2 separate regions of the Oryctolagus cuniculus genome follow, and region 1 is linked to region 2. A link is a contact called in public Micro-C data. All regions are on one chromosome and are shown on one strand. Each heading gives the region's core, a stretch centred on a gene start, on an enhancer-like site or on the middle of the called end of the contact. The rest is flanking DNA. Distances are from core to core; before and after follow the strand shown.

What was found. Hi-C and Micro-C count contacts between places; a contact is called where the count stands out from the background.
Region 1: a contact with region 2 is called in a Micro-C map of ear pinna, with 4 times the contacts expected there. The contact joins the promoter of SLC30A1 here to the promoter of RCOR3 in region 2. A contact is called at or near these places in 3 of 6 Hi-C or Micro-C datasets (ear pinna, psoas muscle and an unstated tissue).

What each region holds. Positions count from the first base shown.
Region 1 is chr13:26,162,317-26,166,787 of mOryCun1.1, reverse strand. It overlaps SLC30A1 (solute carrier family 30 member 1), which reads left to right and starts at 2,689. Exons shown (of 2, transcript XM_051820544.2): 1 at 2,689-3,938. The coding sequence starts at 3,323.
Region 2 is chr13:25,933,057-25,937,649 of mOryCun1.1, reverse strand. RCOR3 (REST corepressor 3) reads right to left here and starts at 1,848. Exons shown (of 12, transcript XM_051820536.2): 1 at 1,475-1,848; 2 at 1,073-1,129. The coding sequence starts at 1,640.

The DNA.
Region 1 (4,471 bases), core at 1,440-3,939, 230 kb before region 2:
GTAACTTCTCTACAACCCGGAAAACGTGCCTCCTGCACCTGCCAGCTTATGAGAGAATAAAACACATTGTCTGGGCCTTAGCGCGCACACAAAGTGGGTTCTCCTAATGGCCTATGAAGATGAACCTACCAAAACCCCATTTTAACATGTGCCTACACATCTCCCAATCTCGTCTGTGTAGTGATTAAAGGATTGCTACCGTATCTGTGAAGTATGCCTGCCTTTTGCATCTCTGTATTGGTTCTTCTTTGGGTATCAAACTCTCACATTTGAAAGAATCTTTTAATTAAAGGGACCCAGCGAGGCAAAATGGCCTTCCAACTGCCTCCTGGTGGCTTCCGCGAGACCGGCTTGGAATCCGTAAGTGGCTCCCCACTTGATATACATAATGGACTGGTAGGAAGAAGGTTTGAAGTTGTGTATATAGGATCAGAAAAATCTGATATGGACCCATTGACCATATCAAAGGAGAGACTATGGAAGAACTGAAGCTCACCAATCCAGACTTCACCTCAAATTCAGCACATTAACAATGGAACTCGGGGCGGGCGTTGTGGTGGTGCAGGTCGGCGCCACCCCTCACCCTGCATCAGGGCGCAGGTTTGTGTCCCCGCTGCTCGGCTTCCAATCCGTACCCTGTCGAGACACCTGGGAAGCAGCTGGAGCAAGTACTTGGGCCTCTGACACCCACAGGGGAGACCTGAGAGGAGTTCCTGGCTCCTGGACTTGGCCTGGTCTAGCCAAAGATCTCTTTCATGTTGCCTTTCACATCAATAAATCTCTTACTAAAAAATGGAACTCGGGGCAGATGTCTGGCACAGTGGGTAAGGCACAGGTTGGGACACTGACATTCCATATCGGAGTCCCTGGGTTCACGTCCCAGCTCCTCTTTGCATCCCAGCTTCTCGCAAATCCGCATCCTGGGGAGAAGCAGGAAACGAAGGCTCAAGCACTTGAGTCCCTGACTCCTAAGTGGGAGACCTGGGTTGAGTTCCAGGCTCCTGTCTTCAGCCTGACCCAACCCTAGCTGTTGCTGGCATGTGAGGAGTGAGCCCGTGGATGGAAGCTATCGCTCACTAGCTCTTTGCTTTTCACATAAAGGGGGGAAAGGAGCTCCGTATTTCCCCCTTTAAACCAAGCTTCTTGGCCCCCTTCCCGGCTGCCTCACCTAGTCAAGGAAGTGGTTTCCTTGCCAGATTAGGAGCACTGTGAGTATCTTTAATTCTGCTAAGCAGCCTTCTTCCTCCCCATACCCTATTAATCACACAGCTCTGTCAATTCTTCCTTAATAATGACTGGGAAACTTTCCATTCTTTTCTATCCCAGCAGAACAAACACAGAAAATGAAGATGTGGCTCTCCAGACTAGATGGGGAGTTGAGAAACACTCCACATACAAGTGAAAAAGAATTTTATAGACTTAATAATACCCCCCCCCCAAATGCAAAGTAGCCTAACTCATGTGCTGATCTGAAGGCAAGGGCTGGCACTGCGTTGGTCTGGCACAGATGTGGAGCAGCTGGGGGCCAGCTCCCCCACCAGGGGCAGTGGAGAGGCCACTGTGATGATCCTAAGCTCCAGCCCACCCCACTTGGACCAGGAATCCTTCACCTCCAGATCGGCTAATCGCCGCCCCAGGAACCCTGCGTGTATCTCCAATCTGAGCCAGTGCATAAACACGCCTTAGGGAGGGCTCTGTCATCACTTAAAGTTTGTACCCGCCTATGTGACCCCCACCAGGGCAGAAGCTGCCCCTCCCCCTCCCCAGCAACACCAGCACCGCAGGGTTCGGCCGCGTGGTCCACAAACACAAAGCCTCCGAACGCGGGGCTCTGAAGGAAGCCCGGGTCCCGCTCGGCCATCGATCCTTCCCCTCAGCAACCAACACACAGGCCGAGAGGGGCCCGACGACTTGCCGGTGATCGGGCAAGAGCCAGAGCCCAGGGTCCTCCTGCTGAAGTCTGTGCCCTAAATGGTCCCTGGGTAATGAGTGACAGAAAGCCCCCGCGTTACACAGGGCCTCCTGGGGGCGGCGTGACAGGGGCAATTTGCTTTACGGAAACATTTACAAAGATCTCCTTCACGCCACTTGCAAAGCCGCCCGCAGGACGAACTCCTCGGCCCGGCGGGGCAGAGTCACAAGTTACGTCCGGCACTTGTTTATGAGTCTGGAGGCTCTGACAGGGGCGCGCACCCGAGGGCCCCGCATGCAGGGGCTGCCCCCGGCCCCTCCCCGGCCGCCGGGCTGTCACAAGCCGCCGCGCAGCCCGCCCCCACGTGGACTCGACTGGCAGGATCAAAGTCTGTTTGCAGCCCGGCCCCGGCAGGTGTGCGGGGGGCTGCGAGGACCCCTCCACACCTAACGCGGCCTTGGCAACGCCCGAGAGGTTCCCGCCCGCCCCTCCCCCTCCCGCTGCACGCGGCCCGCGCCCCCTACCCTCCCCCACGACGCCCGCCGCTGCACCCGGCCGCGGCCCCCGGCCCACGCCCGGCTCCTGTAGGGAAAGGCCCCGCCTCCATCGGTTGGAGCCGCCACCCCGCCCTCTCCCGCCCCTCCGAGCTTCCATCCAATAGCCGGGGCGGATGGGCGGGGCGGGGCAGCTGTCGTGAGGGAGTCCTGGCCAATGGGAAAACGTTCCGGGCCCGGTGGGCGTGGCGTTGGGGCCTTGTCACGCTCGGGTCCGTGTGAAAACGGGGGTTCCGAGTGCAAAGCAAAGTTTTTTTGTAAACCGTCTGCAAAGGCGGGGGGGCGAAGAAGGCGCCCGAGACCGGGCCGAGTGCAGCTGCCGTGGCCGCCGCCTCTTCAGCTCCTCAGCGGTGGGCTCCTCAGTTCACTCTCAGCGGAGATCGGCGAGGAGAGCCCTCAGATGCTCGGAGCCCTCTCGGCGCGGAGCTCCGGGTCACCCTCGCCCGCCGCCCGCCTGCTCCTGCTCCTGCTCCGGCTGCTCGTCCCTCGGCTCCGGGAGTCCCGGCTCCCCGCCGCCACCGCCACCGCCACCGCCACCACAGCCGCCGCCGCCTCCGCCCCGCTGTGGGTGTGGGGGCTGCCAGGGTTGAGCAGGGCCTCGGCGCCGGCTCGGAGAACAGACGCCTGAGGAGCTGCGCGCCGCCGCCGCCGGCCGGCCGAGGACGCCCGCAGGCGCGGGGCTCAGCGGCTTGACCCCGGGCTCGCCCCCGTGCGGCCGCGGGAGCCCCGCAGCGGTTTCCCGAGCTGCCGGAGTCCGGCGGCAAGAGCCCCGCGCCGCCCTCCGACCCGCGTCGCCGGGTCGCCGCCGCCGCCGCCGCCGCCGCCTCCCGGGTCGCCGGGCCGCTCCGCCGCAGCCATGGGGTGCTGGGGTCGGAACCGGGGCCGGCTGCTGTGCATGCTGCTGCTGACCTTCATGTTCATGGTGCTGGAGGTGGTGGTGAGCCGGGTGACCTCGTCGCTGGCGATGCTCTCGGACTCCTTCCACATGCTGTCGGACGTGCTGGCGCTCGTGGTGGCGCTGGTGGCCGAGCGCTTCGCCCGGCGGACCCACGCCACCCAGAAGAACACGTTCGGCTGGATCCGGGCCGAGGTGATGGGGGCCCTGGTGAACGCCATCTTCCTGACCGGCCTTTGCTTCGCCATCCTGCTCGAAGCCATCGAGCGCTTCATCGAACCGCACGAGATGCAGCAGCCGCTCGTGGTCCTCGGCGTCGGCGTGGCCGGGCTGCTGGTTAACGTGCTGGGGCTCTGCCTCTTCCACCACCACAGCGGCTTCAGCCAGGACTCCGGCCACGGCCACTCGCACGGGGGCCACGGCCACGGCCTCCCCAAGGGGGTCCGCGTCAAGAGCAACCGCGCCGGGGGCAGCGACGGCAGCGCGGCCCCCGGCGAGCAGGGCCCGGAGCTGGAGGAGACCAACACCTTGGTGGCCAATAGCAGCAACTCCAACGGACTCAAGGTGGACCCGGCAGGTGAGCGCAGCAGTCGCGGCCGCAGGTGGTTGGGTCTGGGGAGTCCCGGCCACCCCGCCTGGCCCTGGGCGGGGTGGCCGGGACGCCCCCTGGCGCCCGCGCGAGCCCGGCCGCGCCGCCGGCTTCCCGCACGGCCCGCACAAGCCCCGCAGCTCGAGGAAGCCGGACCCACCCGGGCCGGGTGGGAGGAGCGGGGGGCGGTGGGTCTGCCGCGGCGGGAAGAGGCAGAGGGGGCCGCATCTCGGGGCAGTCGGCGGGACAGCTCCGAAAATGCTTCGGAATCCAGGCCCTCGGCGGCCCCCCTGGGGAACGGAGGGGACCCCCTGTCCGTCCTTACTTGGGGGCTGAGACCCTGCCCAGCCCAAGTAGTCCCGTGCCCACTGCACAAGTTTCGTAACGTTGCCTTCAGAGCGCATGAGCCCTGGGTAAAGGTTTCGTTTATGAGCCGCAATGTATTTTTCAGTTCATCGATCCCCAATCCTGAAAATCCTAGGGGTTTGTCCGGGGTTAACATGTACTTCCCTTAAGACCAA
Region 2 (4,593 bases), core at 599-3,098:
CCACCAGGCCACGGGCGGACAGCCCGGGAGCGAGACTGCACAGTCACGTCGCGGAGACGGCGCCCGCACCGCAGGGCCGCCACCTCCTCCGGGGACAGCAGGCGCCGCGGCAGGGGCTCCGGGCCGGAATTCCGAGTCCGGTGGTCTTAGGGGCGCAGAGGAGCGCACACGGCCCCTGCGCCTCACACTTGGATCAGCACGCTGTTCCCTGCCCGCCCGCCCCCGCCTCCCCGACCATCTGACAGGAATCCGAGGGTCCGACACACACCCCGCCACGGGAGGCGGCAGGGGCGAAAGCTCCCCGAGCCACCCCAGGAAGAAAGGGGTGCTCGGGAGTCGGCAGCGCGCCGCAGCCCGCGGGCAGGGTGGTCGGGCAGGGCGGAGCAGCGCTCCGCCGGGAGGCTCCGGCAGGGGCGCCGCCGTATGCGGAACTCTCGCCCAATCCCCGCGCAGGCTGCGATCCCGTGACCGCCGGGGAGCCTGTTTGGAGAAAAGTAGACAGGGAACCCGCAAGCTGGCTTGGCAGAGGCCGCTGGAACCTGGCTGCTCCGGGAGAAAATGTCTCCTTGGCAGCCGCGGCCGCTGTCCTGCGGCCTCGCCGCGCGCCCGGGCCGGCCCCCGCCCCTGCCCCCGCCGCGCGGCGCCCACACTCCGCAGGGATCCGCGGCCGGCGGTGTGGCCGCCGACCCCCGCAGGTCCGTCCATACACGCACACACACACACCGCCTCCCCTGCCGCCCTCGGCTCCGCAGCCGGTCCTCCCCCACGCCGGCCGCCGACCCCCGACCCCACCGCGGGCCCCGATCCCGCCCCGGGCTCAGGGGGGCAGGAAGGCGATGCCGGCGGAGGGCAAGTGGCCTCCGGAGGAAACCATGTTAACCTTGCAATGCACGCCTCTGCCCACACGCCCTGTGTCACAGCCCGGCCGAGCCTGACAGCCTCCGCGCCGGAGATGCGTGCCCAGCCCAGCCCCACGCCCGGACACCCCTGCCCGACCCTCCCCCGACCAAGCCCAGACCGGGGATGGGGGTGGGGGTGGGGGACAGGAATTTGCTAAAGCAAATGCATCTACCTGGATCAAATTCAGGGATCCGAGCTTGGTATTCAGCCCCGACTCTCATCCCAACATCTGCAAAGCAATGCCAAGAAATAAAGAAAAAAAAAGAAAAAGACACACTTAATAAAAAATAAAAATTGCAGGAGGGCGGGCAGGAGCGGCGGGTGGATGGGAGATACTAACTCCGGGCGCTCCAGGAGATGGCAGCGGTGGGGGCGGGGAGCGGGGGGCGGAGGGCTGGGCGCGGGCGAGGGGCGGGGGTCGCGGGGGTGCTGCTGCACTGCACCGGGAGTTCGCGGCTACCGCAGCGCCCGGGCTCCGAGGGGAGGGAGGGCGCGAGCGCGGCGAGGGGAGGGGGCTGGGGGAGGGGTGGAGGGAGGGGGGCAGGCGGGCTGGCGGGGAGGAGTTCGAGGCTACCACCGTGCTCGTCGTCGCTGCTACAGCCGCTCTCGGGCTCCGAGTAGTGCAGCCCGCCGTTGGTGGACGAGGCGCCGCCGCCGCCGCCCGCCGGGCTCTTGGCGCTGCCGTTGGCCGACCGGTTCTTCCCCAGTAACTCAGGCCCTTTCTCCATCATGCCGGGCATGGTAGAACAGGGGAGGGGGCGGGCGAGGGGGAGAGGTAGGCGTCAGGGGGAAGGGGGCGAGGGCTCGCGAGCGCGGGCGGGGACAAGCGGCGGCGGCGGAGGAGGAGACGGCGGTGGCGGCGGCGGCGCCGGCGGCGGCGGCGGCGGCGGAGGAGGAGGAGGGTGTTAATATGGAGCCGCCATAACCGCCCCGGTCCGGCAGTAGCGCAGTCGCCTCACAACAACCCGCCCGAGCCCCGCCTCTCTCCCCTCCTCCCCGCGCCGCCGCCCGCCCCGCGCAGTCCCGGGCGCCCCCCGCGGCCGCGCCGCGCTCTACGCCGCCGCCGGTATCACTCCGCCCCGCAGGGAGGTTCCGGCCGCCGGGGCGGGGGCGGCGCGGGGGGAGGGGCGGGGAAGCCCCGCTCGCCGCCGGGCGGGCCGCCCCCGCCGAGCGCGTCTGCCGGCGCCGCGGAGGGCGGCCGCCGCGTGGGCTGCTCTCCTAGGGGGCGCTGCGGAGAGCGGGCGGGACGAGCCCGGGCAGGGCGCGGGACTCTTTGCCTTCTTGGGGGCGGAAGGAACGCGGGCCGCTGGAGGCAGGGCCCTGGAGACCCCCGGAGCCGGGGCAGGGGCAGCGGTCCCCTCCCGCGGACGCGGCTGCGGGCCCTGGCGGCCGGGACTGCCGTGGGCGGCGCGCGGCCCTCCTCAGACGCTGCGGCGGCCCGGCCCGGCCCGGCCCGGCCTCTGGGACCCGCGGCGCCTCGGGTTGCTGGGCGCGGGTGGCGCGCGCGGGCTGGAGGGGCGGCTTCGGGGTTCCGCGCCCCGGCGGGCCAGAGCGGTAGACTGGGCCCCGATGCCCGGACGCTTCAGAGTCGGGCTCTCTGGACCTCGGCCTCCCGGAGAGGCCAAGCGTGGCGGATGAGCGTGCGCCCCCGAGCTGTGCCTCTGCGTCCCCCGCCCGCCCTCTCTCCCTCTCCCCACTTTGCCCTCCGTTCTTTCTCGCTGTCGGTGAGGCCGGCGCCCCTGGCCTGCGGCCCTTCGCGGGGGCGCGTGACCGGTGGCCCGGCTGGGAGCAGCGCTGGCGGAGCGAGGCTGGCCAGCTCCGAGATGCTTTTCTGAGTTGCGTTAGGCGAAAGGGAGTGGGACCCGAATATGCTCATTCGGGAGACCGGGGCCGCCTGGCCATGGGGCCGTTTACAAATTTCTCACCGATGAGGAGGGGGAGGACTCCAGACATTGAAAGTAAAGCTTGTCCTGGAGCGGTCACTGCGGATCATTGAACCAGGAATGAGCGTGGGTGGTCAGAGCCAGCCCTTCCTGAGAGAGCGAACACCCCTCGCTCAGGAATTGAGCCCAGAAAGCCCGGGAAGCAAGTAGCTGGCAGGGTCCCCGTGGAGAGAAGACGCCCCCTGCCCGGGTACACGAGCTGTCTGGTTCTGGAGGTGGAGTTCTCAGCGTGGTGTGATTTCACTACATGGTTAATCATACAGCGAAAACCTTCTGTCCTTTTCTCAACAAATGTAGTTCTTAGTATTGGAATGCCCATATAAGTGTTCTACTAGGAGGGAAAGCTGGGCCTAATGGGACCAGTAGCCGTTTCCCTCCACGTTTAGGTTTCCTTCTTTTAAAAAAAAAATATTTATTTGAAAGTAGAGTCACAGAGAGTGGGAGAGACAGAGAGGTCGTGGGTCCGCTGGTTCACTCCCCAAATGGTCGCAAAGGCCACAGCTGCCTCTGGTGGAAGCCAGGAGCTTCTACCGGGTCTCCCACGTGGGTGCAGGGGCCGAAGCACCTGGCCATCTTCCACTGCTTTCCCAGGGGCCTTAGAAAGAAGCTGGATCGGAAGTGCAACAGCCAAGGCTTGAACCGCTGCCCATATTAGGTTTCCTATTGTATATTAATGCGTTGGTAAAAATTTTTAAAGATTTATTGATGTGACAGGCAGATAGATCGCCCATCTTCTGGTTCACTCCCCAAATGGCCACAGTGAAACGGGAGCCAAGAACCACAACTCCATCTGGGTCTCTCGTGTAGGTGGGAGGGGCTGAAGTACTTACTTGGGCCATCTTTTGAGGTTTTCCCAAGCCCACTAGCAGGGAGCTGGATCAGAAGCAGAGCAGCCAGAACAGAACCCTGATGGGAGATGCCGACATTGCAACTGGGAGCTTAGCCTGCTGAGCCACAACACTGGCCTGGTAATTTTCTGCAAGAGAGTCTAATGAATGTGACTTAGCATCTCTGAGCCTATACCATGAAAATCAGACTCTGAACTGAGGGGATTCATCAAGATAAATATACTACTTCCATCACCGAGGTCTCCCAGCCAACTCACTTTAACACCGCGGCTTTTCAATACGTCCCATTTGCTTTAAGGAGTCTGCCTACAAATCAGGAACCTAAACATCGGGAAGATTTGGGGCCTTTGTAACTTATTTCTGCTTTTTAAATGAAACCCTCAAAGGCAAAGATTTCCATTCGTGACTACAGCAAAGAGGACAGATGGGAGGGGAGGAACTTTAGGGGCTTAAAAAAAAGTTATTTATTCAAAAGGCAGAGTTACAGAGAGAGGGAGACACAGAGAAAGAGATCTTCCATTTGTTGTTTCACTCCTCAAATGGCTGCATTGGCTAGGGCAGGGCCAGGCTGAGCCGGGCTGGGCTGAGCTGGGCTGAGGCCAAGCGCTTCATGTGGGTCTCCCATGGGGTGCAGGGCCCAAGCACTTGGGCCATCTTCTGCTACTTTTTCCAGGGCATTAGCAGGGAGCTGGATGGGAAGTATAAGAGCTGGGACACGAACTGGTTCCCATTTGGGATGCCGCTGTTGCAGGCAGCAGCTTTACCCACTATGCCACAACGCCACGCTGGCCCCAGAGTATGACTTGTATTTATTTTTGTATTTTATTTTTTTAAGAGCAAGGAAAGCAGGCTTCAGCCTTGCTTTTGAAGAAAAGGAAAGCACCTGAAGCTGGCCTGGTTCT